Linked DNA regions of Macaca mulatta: region 2 is linked to region 1. A link is a contact called in public Hi-C data. All regions are on one chromosome and are shown on one strand. The core of a region is the stretch at or near the end of the contact, and the rest is flanking DNA. Distances in the headings are between cores, read along the strand shown. Region 1 overlaps PRKCA (protein kinase C alpha). Region 2 overlaps PRKCA (protein kinase C alpha).

Region 1 (4,390 bases), core at 785-3,284:
TTTTGCCCGGACTGGAGTGCAATGGTGTGATTATGGTTCTCAGCAGCCTTGAACTCCTGGGTTCAAGAGATCCTCCCACCTCAGCCTCCTGAGTAGCTGGGACTAAAGGCATGTGCCACCGTGCCTGGCTAGTTAATTTTTTTTTTTTTTTTTTTTAGTAGTGGTGAAGTCTTGCTGTGTTGCCCAAGCTGATCTCACACTCCTGAGCTTGAACAGTCCTCCCACCTTGGCCCCTCAAAAGTGTTGAGATTACAGGTGTGAGCCACTATGCCCAGCCTGATATGTTTTAATTCTAACAGTAGATCTGCATAGAGAGAAAAGTTGGTATTATGAACAAAGGTAGCTTTAATTCCAAGAGACAACCATCCCCATTCCATGACCTCTTTTCACCCAAGCAAGGAAATTTATTGAGGCCAGTAACATTTTAAATGCTTTTTGGAGTTATTTCCATGTACTTTCTTTCTTATTGTGTAAGATTTGACTTTTTTTATTTTAAAGGAGTTTCTTCACATGGATAACTCAGTTTGTATAGCCTAATGTAATCTCAGCAATAAGTCAAAAGTTTTTCTTCTGTAGGGCTATATAGTTCTCTGACATAGGAAATCATTCTTAGTTCCATTATGTTGAGAAGAAACAGAGAAGCATTTTACATCCAAGTGCACTAGCAGCTGTTTTGTTATGTAGCTGCTCCGTGCAGAGCCCAATACTGAGAATTTTAAGAAGTCACTGAAATATGTCAAAGCATGAGGATGGGTCTGGATCTCCTCACTCTAGATGCCTGTACCTTTTTTCTGTAGACAGTGAATGAAATTTTGGAAAGTGAACTGCACATGTGGGAAGCATTTGTGTGTGTGGGTGGAGGAAGCATCTAACGGAACTGAGCTGGGAGAAGTAGAGCTTGGTCCCAGGTGTCCCAGCTGGAAGAGCTTGAAGCCAGACAGACCCAGGGAGCCCTGTGTTCGAGGCCACCTGCACTGCTTACAAGCCACGGGCCTTAGGAAGCCCTTTCTTGGACCTTGCTTGTGGAGTTGAGATGGGGGTCTGAGTTATTCTGCAAAGTGGTTCCCATTGAGCTACAAGTGACTTTCTCTTCCTCCACATTCTCCTTACCTCAAAACGGAACAAACTTCTTGGCAAAATACCATTTAACATAATTTGGCCACACTGAACATTTATGGAGTCTGTACTGTTAAGAATTGATAAGTATTCCACATAAAATCTAAACATTATTCTTTTCTTTATGAAATGTTTGGTGTAATGCACAAAAACTTGAAGCTTCAGCTTTTTTTTTTTTTTTTTTTGAGATGGAGTCTCGCTCTGTCGCCCGGGCTGGAGTGCAGTGGCCGGATCTCAGCTCACTGCAAGCTCCGCCTCCCGGGTTCGCGCCATTCTCCTGCCTCAGCCTCCCGAGCAGCTGGGATTACAGGCGCCCGCCACCTCGCCCGGCTAGTTTTTTTGTATTTTTATAGTAGAGACGGGGTTTCACCGTGTTAGCCAGGATGGTCTTGATCTCCTGACCTCGATAACATTGACTTTATTTCCACTTCTCTTTAGAAGTGCGAATTCCTTCACGCTGGGGTCAAAGAAGGGAAGTCTATGTGAAGATTTGAATTGTGACCTCTTCCTTCATTTACAAAAAAAAAAAAAAAAAAAAGACTTAAATTACTCATGCCCTCAGTTTAAATTTGTGACTGACATTTGCAACTATGGAAATGATTCACTTTTCCTTGTAGCAAGAAAATTTGAAAATGAAAGCAAAACGATGCTCATATTCAAACTGAACCTACGGTGAAAAGATGTGTGCTGATGGCTTCGTTGCCCTGAAAACACACACGACAGAGATGTCTGTCTGTTGTTCAACACCTTATTTTCCTCTTCCTCTGAGCATCTTAGAGAGGGATGACTGTGCACGTTGCCCCATGCGCAGGAGGTGGTGTATAAAGATCTTTTGGTTTATATCGTGGCTTACAGACTCTCATTTAGGCCATGGAATGGTACATTCCAATACCATGAGTGGTTAAATCCCAGGAATTCCAAAGTGTATGAACGGGGCAATGTCAGCTATACTCTCATTTCATGCTACGTAGCCAGATGTCGTGTAGCTAATCTCAGCAGTTACTATACATAGTATGCTATACCTGACTGATTTAAGGTAAACTGCCTCAGTTTCCTCATCTGTAAATTATGGCTTTTGACTAAATAATAGCTTAGTTTTCATAGTGAACAAAATGCTTAAATAACAGTTTAGCTGTGCAAACACATTTTGCAGAAAAACGGCCCTATCAACAATAGTACCTGCTCTAGTGCTTTTAAAAATTAGAATGAAATTTTGTTTGTACATTTTTGTTTTTGAGACGGTCTCACTGTGTCGCCCAGGCTGGAGTGCAGTGGCACCATCTTCGCTCACCACAGCCTCAAACTCCTGGACTCAAGCGATCCTCCTGCTTCAACCTCCTGAGTAGCTGGGACCACAGGTGCATGCTAGTATGCCTAGCTAATTTTTTAATTTTTTGTGCATCGAGATCTTACTATGTTGCTCAGGCTTGTCTCGAACTCCTGTGCTCACGTGATCCCCTGACCTCGGCCTCCCAGAGTGCTAGGATTATAGGTATGAGCCACTTCGTCTGGCCTTGGTTGTACTTAAAAAACAAAAACAAAAATAAAAGAAAAACAGAAAACTTGTCTTGGCTCCCAGGAGCATTTATATGACTAACAACTTACCTTTCCTTGCTGATAGTTCCAGTTTCCTGAAAATGTGTTTGACAGAAATGGCTCTTAGTTTAGGAACTCCTCATTAGTTGTTTCCAGGAGTGGTCAGGTATCATTTTGATGCTTCTTTATTTCTTCTACCCAACTAAAATACAGGGTGAAGATACGATGTCTCTGAAATGATAAAGCTACATTTGTCAAAAAGCACATATGTTCCATTCGACATTTTGGCTTAAAGAAATGAAAACTACAGAATGACTTTTTCCTTTATCTGAGTCTACGCTGTGTAGTTACCTATTTAAAAAGATATACAGATGAAAAATAGTTTTTGAAATGAACTTGTCTGAATCAAGACGCACACTCTTACAGCAACATCATGGGGCGTCTCTGTCACTGAGGAATCTGTCCCCATTTGTATGGGCTGGCTGGGTGTCTGGCTGTGGGAGGCACACATTGGTGATCTTGGTACAGCAGTTTGCAGTCAGCTGACTGACTTGCTCCTGCACGTGCATTTTTTCCCCCTGGCAAGTCATAATTCATGTTTTTCCTGAGGTCCAACCCTATTATAACTAACAGATCCTAACTGGCTGAGAAACATGGGCACCCTTCTCTTCTTGCCTCTTGTTCCCAACATATTTGTATGCTTTTCAATAGGAAGCTGACCTGGAGTAAATGCCCAGGGTTGTCTGAGGTGTCTTAATGGAAGGTGTGGTCTGAAACCAGCTAACTATGGCAGCATTAGGGCAAGAGCGCACACATAAAGGACTTGTGAAGGAGGGTGGAGGGTGGGAAAGTGGGAGGGGTGAGAGCTACCGTGAATGAAACCGAAGAGAAAAAGAAGTTGTGGCTGGCATGCAGGAAAAACCCAGATTCCCATTCACCACTTCCTCTCGTTTCCAGAAGTTACCCACCATTCCTCTCTATTTTGCAATCCTCTCTTATTTCCCCTGAAGGTTCTGCTTTGAATACTCTCTTCCTAGCAGAAATGTTGAAGGGAAGTAGCTCAGCCCAGTTCCCTTCTGGGCCACCACTTTCAACTATAGACGTTCTAGTCAGAGCCAAGAAGGCCACGGACTGGGAGGATGGCGTTTAAAGTCTCTGCCGGGCTCCACTTAGTTCCCCTTCCCCTACAGATGCCTTATTCCCTCGAAATGCAAGCGAGGCTCCATGGCCACAGTTTCCTTCCCCCTTCTGTCCACATTCCAGTCTCGAGTTCATCATCTCGAGAACACTGGGGCACCCTCCTCTCCCTGCCATAAGAGCTGTCATTTAGTTGTGATCCACAAATCTGCTAAAGAGAAAGGTGCCCTGCTATCATTTTACAAAGGCTTGCTTGGAACACATTCCTGCCATTCTTTTTTGCTGCTCTGTAGCCTGAGTGATGATTTGTTTAGTGTAGGAGTAAGTATGAGGGGCACTGTATTTCTTTAAAAAAAACCAAAAACAAAAACTTTGAGTGACATATGCTCATTGGAGGAAATAAGATAGAAATAAATAATACTGAAAACAAACATCCCTCAATCAAGTGACAACCACAATATAGCACGTTGGTGAAAGTGGTCTTAATTTAAAAAGAAAGCCCATCTCTCTAGGTATCTGAGCAATTCATTACTATTCTGTGTAATTTTTGTGGGTTCATAATTAATTTTGTAGATTGGAGATTTACTAGCATGTGATACCT
Region 2 (4,390 bases), core at 891-3,390, 100 kb after region 1:
AACACTTGGAACCTGTTTACTATTTTCTGTAAAGGCCTTGCCTGTGGCCCATTGATCTACCCACTATGTATATTCATTTTAATGCTCTTTTTGAGTCTGTTGACCATCCTGGGAAATCAAAATTGACTACCACAGCCCTAGTCCTCAAGTGTCTTGCCTGCAATGAGGTTATCTGGCCTATTAGAATTAAGTGCTAAAATGCAGGAGCTGGGGTCACACCTGCCCGCTGTTTGTGACTACCCTTGAAGATGTTGGGGATTTAAATTTTAGATGGATCATTGTAGCTACAAGGGGTAGGACTGATAGGTGGGGTATCCAGAGTCCTTGGATACCTTGTCTTCCTGGACTCCCTCTCAGCACCCTTGGGCTAAGATGCACTCTTGAATACGTTTCCTCTCTGGCCCCTTTCAAATCTGTGGATGATGCCTGGAGTCCTCCTTTCAGAGTGACCCAGCCCAGTCCCGGGGAAGGGGCAGATAGACTCTGTTGCCCATCTCAAAGTTCCCTGACTTTATTTTCTTTTGAGGTTTTATCAGTCCAGAACTGGAAAGAAGATGGACGCCATTTGCTTTAGAAATATTTTATATGTTTTAGGGAGAAAGAAGCGGAGAATATACTTTTAGATGAGCACACTTTGAAATATCAGTAAGACAGACTTGTTGGAAGACAGGCATTGTGAAGAACTATTTTTTGTTTGTTTGTTTGTTTCATTTTTTGCAACAGCTTTCCCCACTTTGGGTAATGAGACCTTACGCCCTCCTGAATGTTGTATTTGATGGGCCTTAGATCCGTGGGGGATTTTTTTTTTTTTTTTTTTTGGTAAAAGGTAACCTGCTAAGTATAGTCATATCCTTCTAGCATAAAATGTAATCATTTATTAGACCAGCACTGTTTGTAAATTCAGCAGTGTGTCTTGAAAAAGAGCCACCCTCAAATTTAAAGTAGAAATAGATTCTCCATTCTACTACTTTTTCACATCAGATTTGCTTTCCTGGTCTCAGTGCAGGTGTTCCTCCTGTTCGGTGTTTGGGACACAGCCTCCGAGTAAGTCCAAGGAGAGCTCAGGGAGAGCTCAACGGGCCATGAGCCCCTTGCCAGCCTTCCAGGGACTTTAAGAGGGGATGTTGGGGAGAAGATGCTTAATGAAAGGATGTTTTGTAATTTAGAGAGAAAAAGGAAATTTATCCCGTAGATAACTAAACCCAAATGGGAATATTAGAAAATATAGTTGTCACATTATGTAATATTTGTACATTTTCCACTGCAAGTAAGAATACGTCCTTTCCTTCATTTTAAAATATGGAAAAAGTTGACCTTTCTGCTGCCATAAGAAAAATCAAGGGAAAAGGAGGTTTTATACATGATATGGGGAACTTGGTATAAGTATTTAGCTCAGTATGAAAAACAGCAACAGGAATATAAGGTAATTAATTCCTCTAAGTATGAAATGCAATCTTGAAAAAATAGGAAACAGGCGCCAAGGTGACGAGATAGGAAGACAAGCTGGGTGTTGTGCAGTGGCAACAAACAACTTCTGGAACGTTCCAGAGCGTGGCTTTGTAGCTGGAGAGAGCCTCCTGGCTTCTGTGTGGTGACCGAGACTGACCCCTGCTGGCGGGTTGTTGCTAAACCGTAGCTGTTAATGAAGCAGGGCAAAGGCCCTTAAGGAGGAGATCCTGCCAGGACACAGGCAGGTCTGTCTCCCAGGCCTGGCCTTGCACCAACCCTTGATGCTGTTGCCTGAATTCTCAGTGGGAAGAAAAATGGACCTAGCAGTTTTTAGTTTTTTGGTCTCAGTTTCCACCATTTCTCCCCTTTCCCAGTCTGGGATGTCAGTGTTTGCTCTCTCCTCCCTCCCCTCTGTTACCTCAAGGTTTCATGGAAAGAAAAAGCCCTGCTAAATCACAAAGAGGCTGAAAATTCCAGATCCACCTCGGAGCCAGCCACTTGAGAAATTTGATGCCAAGGTACTTTTTGTTTGGGAAAACATCCATATTAGGTTTATTTAAGAAGTATTTGAAAAATTCCTATAAGTGAAAATCAGATGGGAAGAAGTCCAGAAATCTGATTCATGCCATGACCATGATACAACCAAGATCCCCGTGAGCCAGTGGATGGGGAAGAGAGATAATGTACAATATTTGTATGTGTTTCCTGGAAAAATTCTTAAACAGATTATAAAAAGCACTAAGCGTAAAGGAAAATGTTAATACATTGACTGCATTAGATAATAGACCAGCAGAGGCCTGGCATGGTGACTCATGCCTGTAATCCCAGAACTTTAGGAGGGCGAGGCAGGCAGATCACTTGAGGTCAGTAGTTCAAGACTGGCCTGGCCAACACGATGAAACCCCGTCTCAGGCCGGGCGCAGTGGCTCAAGCCTGTAATCCCAGCACTTTGGGAGGCCGAGACGGGCGGATCACGAGGTCAGGAGATCGAGACCATCCTGGCTAACACGGTGAAACCCCGTCTCTACTAAAAAATACAAAAAAAACTAGCCGGGCGAGGTGGCGGGTGCCTGTAGTCCCAGCTACTCGGGAGGCTGAGGCAGGAGAATGGCGTGAACCCGGGAGGCGGAGCTTGCAGTGAGCCGAGATCTGGCCATTGCACTCCAGCCTGGGTGACACAGCAAGACTCCGTCTCAAAAAAAAAAAAAAAAAAAAAAAAAAAAGAAACCCCGTCTCTAGTAAAATTACAAAATTAGCTGGGCATGGTGGCACACACCTGTAATCCCAGTTGCTTGGGAGACTGAGGCATGAGAATCAGTTGAACCCCAAAGGCAAAGGTTGCAGTGAGCTGAGATGGCACCACTGCATGCCAGCCTGGATGACAGAACAAGACTCTGTCTCAAAAAACCCCCCAAAAAATAGATGTGCAGAGTCTATTTCTGGTAGAGGTTTGTGTTTTCCCCACTACATTTTCCACCAGCTTGTTCTGGGAGCTGCTTTTGGGTGCTGGTGAGGAGTAATTCGTGGTTTAGGAAGCTTGAGTGCGGGTGCTGGGTCATCCGCTTGCTGTTCAGCAGGGTATTGGAGGCTGGCGCTGCAGAAATCTGTCTTCAGTGCACTTGCTGGTGTTGCCATGGACAGCTCATTGGTATAGCTGGTGTGGAGGTAATGAAGTAGGGATGTTTTTAAAATGAAATTTTTAAAATGGGGTTTGAGAAGTAAACAGTTCCTTGTGGCATAAAATGACATTATAATCATTTAATTTTGAGATGATTTAAAAATCATTTCCTCATGTTCCGTGTTCTACAGGTTACCAGTCAGGAAAAAGGATAATTCTGTGGGACTCAATGAAGTAATGAAATTGAGAACAAAGCCTTTCATCTTGGAACTTACCCTTCCATGTTCCTAAAAGAGTTAGGCAGGCATATGTAGGTAAATCAAAGACTGAAAACTTGGGGTCTTTGGAAATTTTTTTTCTGGGTCATCTTTTTAATCTTAAAGCTAAGCCTTCAATTGCCAAGCAGTGGTTTTTTGCAATGAATGAGGCTGGTCAATAGGATATCTATATTTTTAAAAATCTCAACCACAAGTAACACCCTACACAAAAACCAATTATAGATAGATAGTAGACCTCATTGTAAAACAATAAATGTTCTAGAAAATGACAGAGCGAGAACATGTTTATGAAGTTGAGGTACAAAATAATTTTGTAAACAGGATCTAAATAGAACTAACCATAAAGGAAAAGATTGATATATTAGATTATAATTAAAATTAGGCATTTTTGTTAATTGAAACATTAAGGAGTGAAAGGTAGACAGGTATTGGGGGAAGATATTTGCTATACTTTTACCTATTAAAGGGCTTGTGTCCTGAATTAAAAAAAAAAAAAAAAAAAAAAGGCACGGTGGCTCACGCCTGTAATCCCAGCACTTTGGGAGGCCGAGGCAGGCGGATCGCCTGAGGTCAGGAGTTCAAGACTGGCCTGGCCAACATGGTGAAACCCTGTCTCTACTAAAAATACAAAAATTAGCCGGGTGTGGTGGCAGGCGCCTGTAATCCCAGCTACTTGTGAGGTTGAGACAGGAGAATCCCTTGAACTTGGGAGGCAAAAGTTGCAGTGAGCTGAGACTGCGCCACTGCACTCCAGCCTGAGCAAGAAGATTGAAACTCCATCTCAAAACAAACAAACAAAACTCTTCCTACAGATCAGTAAGAAAAAGACAATCCAGTAGAAAAATGGGGAGGAGATTTGTAAACTTGATGAGAGATGATATAAAATGGACAATAAACATAAGGTGTTCAACCTAGGTCATCAGGGGAATGCAAATTAAAACTGCAATGGGATGTCACCAGCAGTCATAAAGAGTAAAATGAAAAAAACCACAGTACTAAGTGTTAGTAAGGACATGTTACTGGTATGCAAATTGCTATAAGCACT

What was found. A called contact is a pair of places that touch in the nucleus more often than the background predicts.
Region 2: a contact with region 1 is called in a Hi-C map of fibroblasts, with 1.9 times the contacts expected there. The contact joins two enhancer-like sites.

The regions. Positions count from the first base shown.
Region 1 is chr16:76,209,682-76,214,071 of T2T-MMU8v2.0, forward strand. All of the region lies in intron 2 of PRKCA (protein kinase C alpha), which reads left to right. Among named protein-coding and RNA genes, the nearest start is that of PRKCA, 170 kb to the left of the region's middle. Within about 2 kb of position 2,035, at least 6 of the 40 cell types and tissues checked have an H3K27ac peak or open chromatin away from gene starts, as enhancers often do.
Region 2 is chr16:76,314,356-76,318,745 of T2T-MMU8v2.0, forward strand. The region is part of intron 3 of PRKCA (protein kinase C alpha); the gene reads left to right. Among named protein-coding and RNA genes, the nearest start is that of PRKCA, 270 kb to the left of the region's middle. Within about 2 kb of position 2,141, at least 2 of the 40 cell types and tissues checked have an H3K27ac peak or open chromatin away from gene starts, as enhancers often do.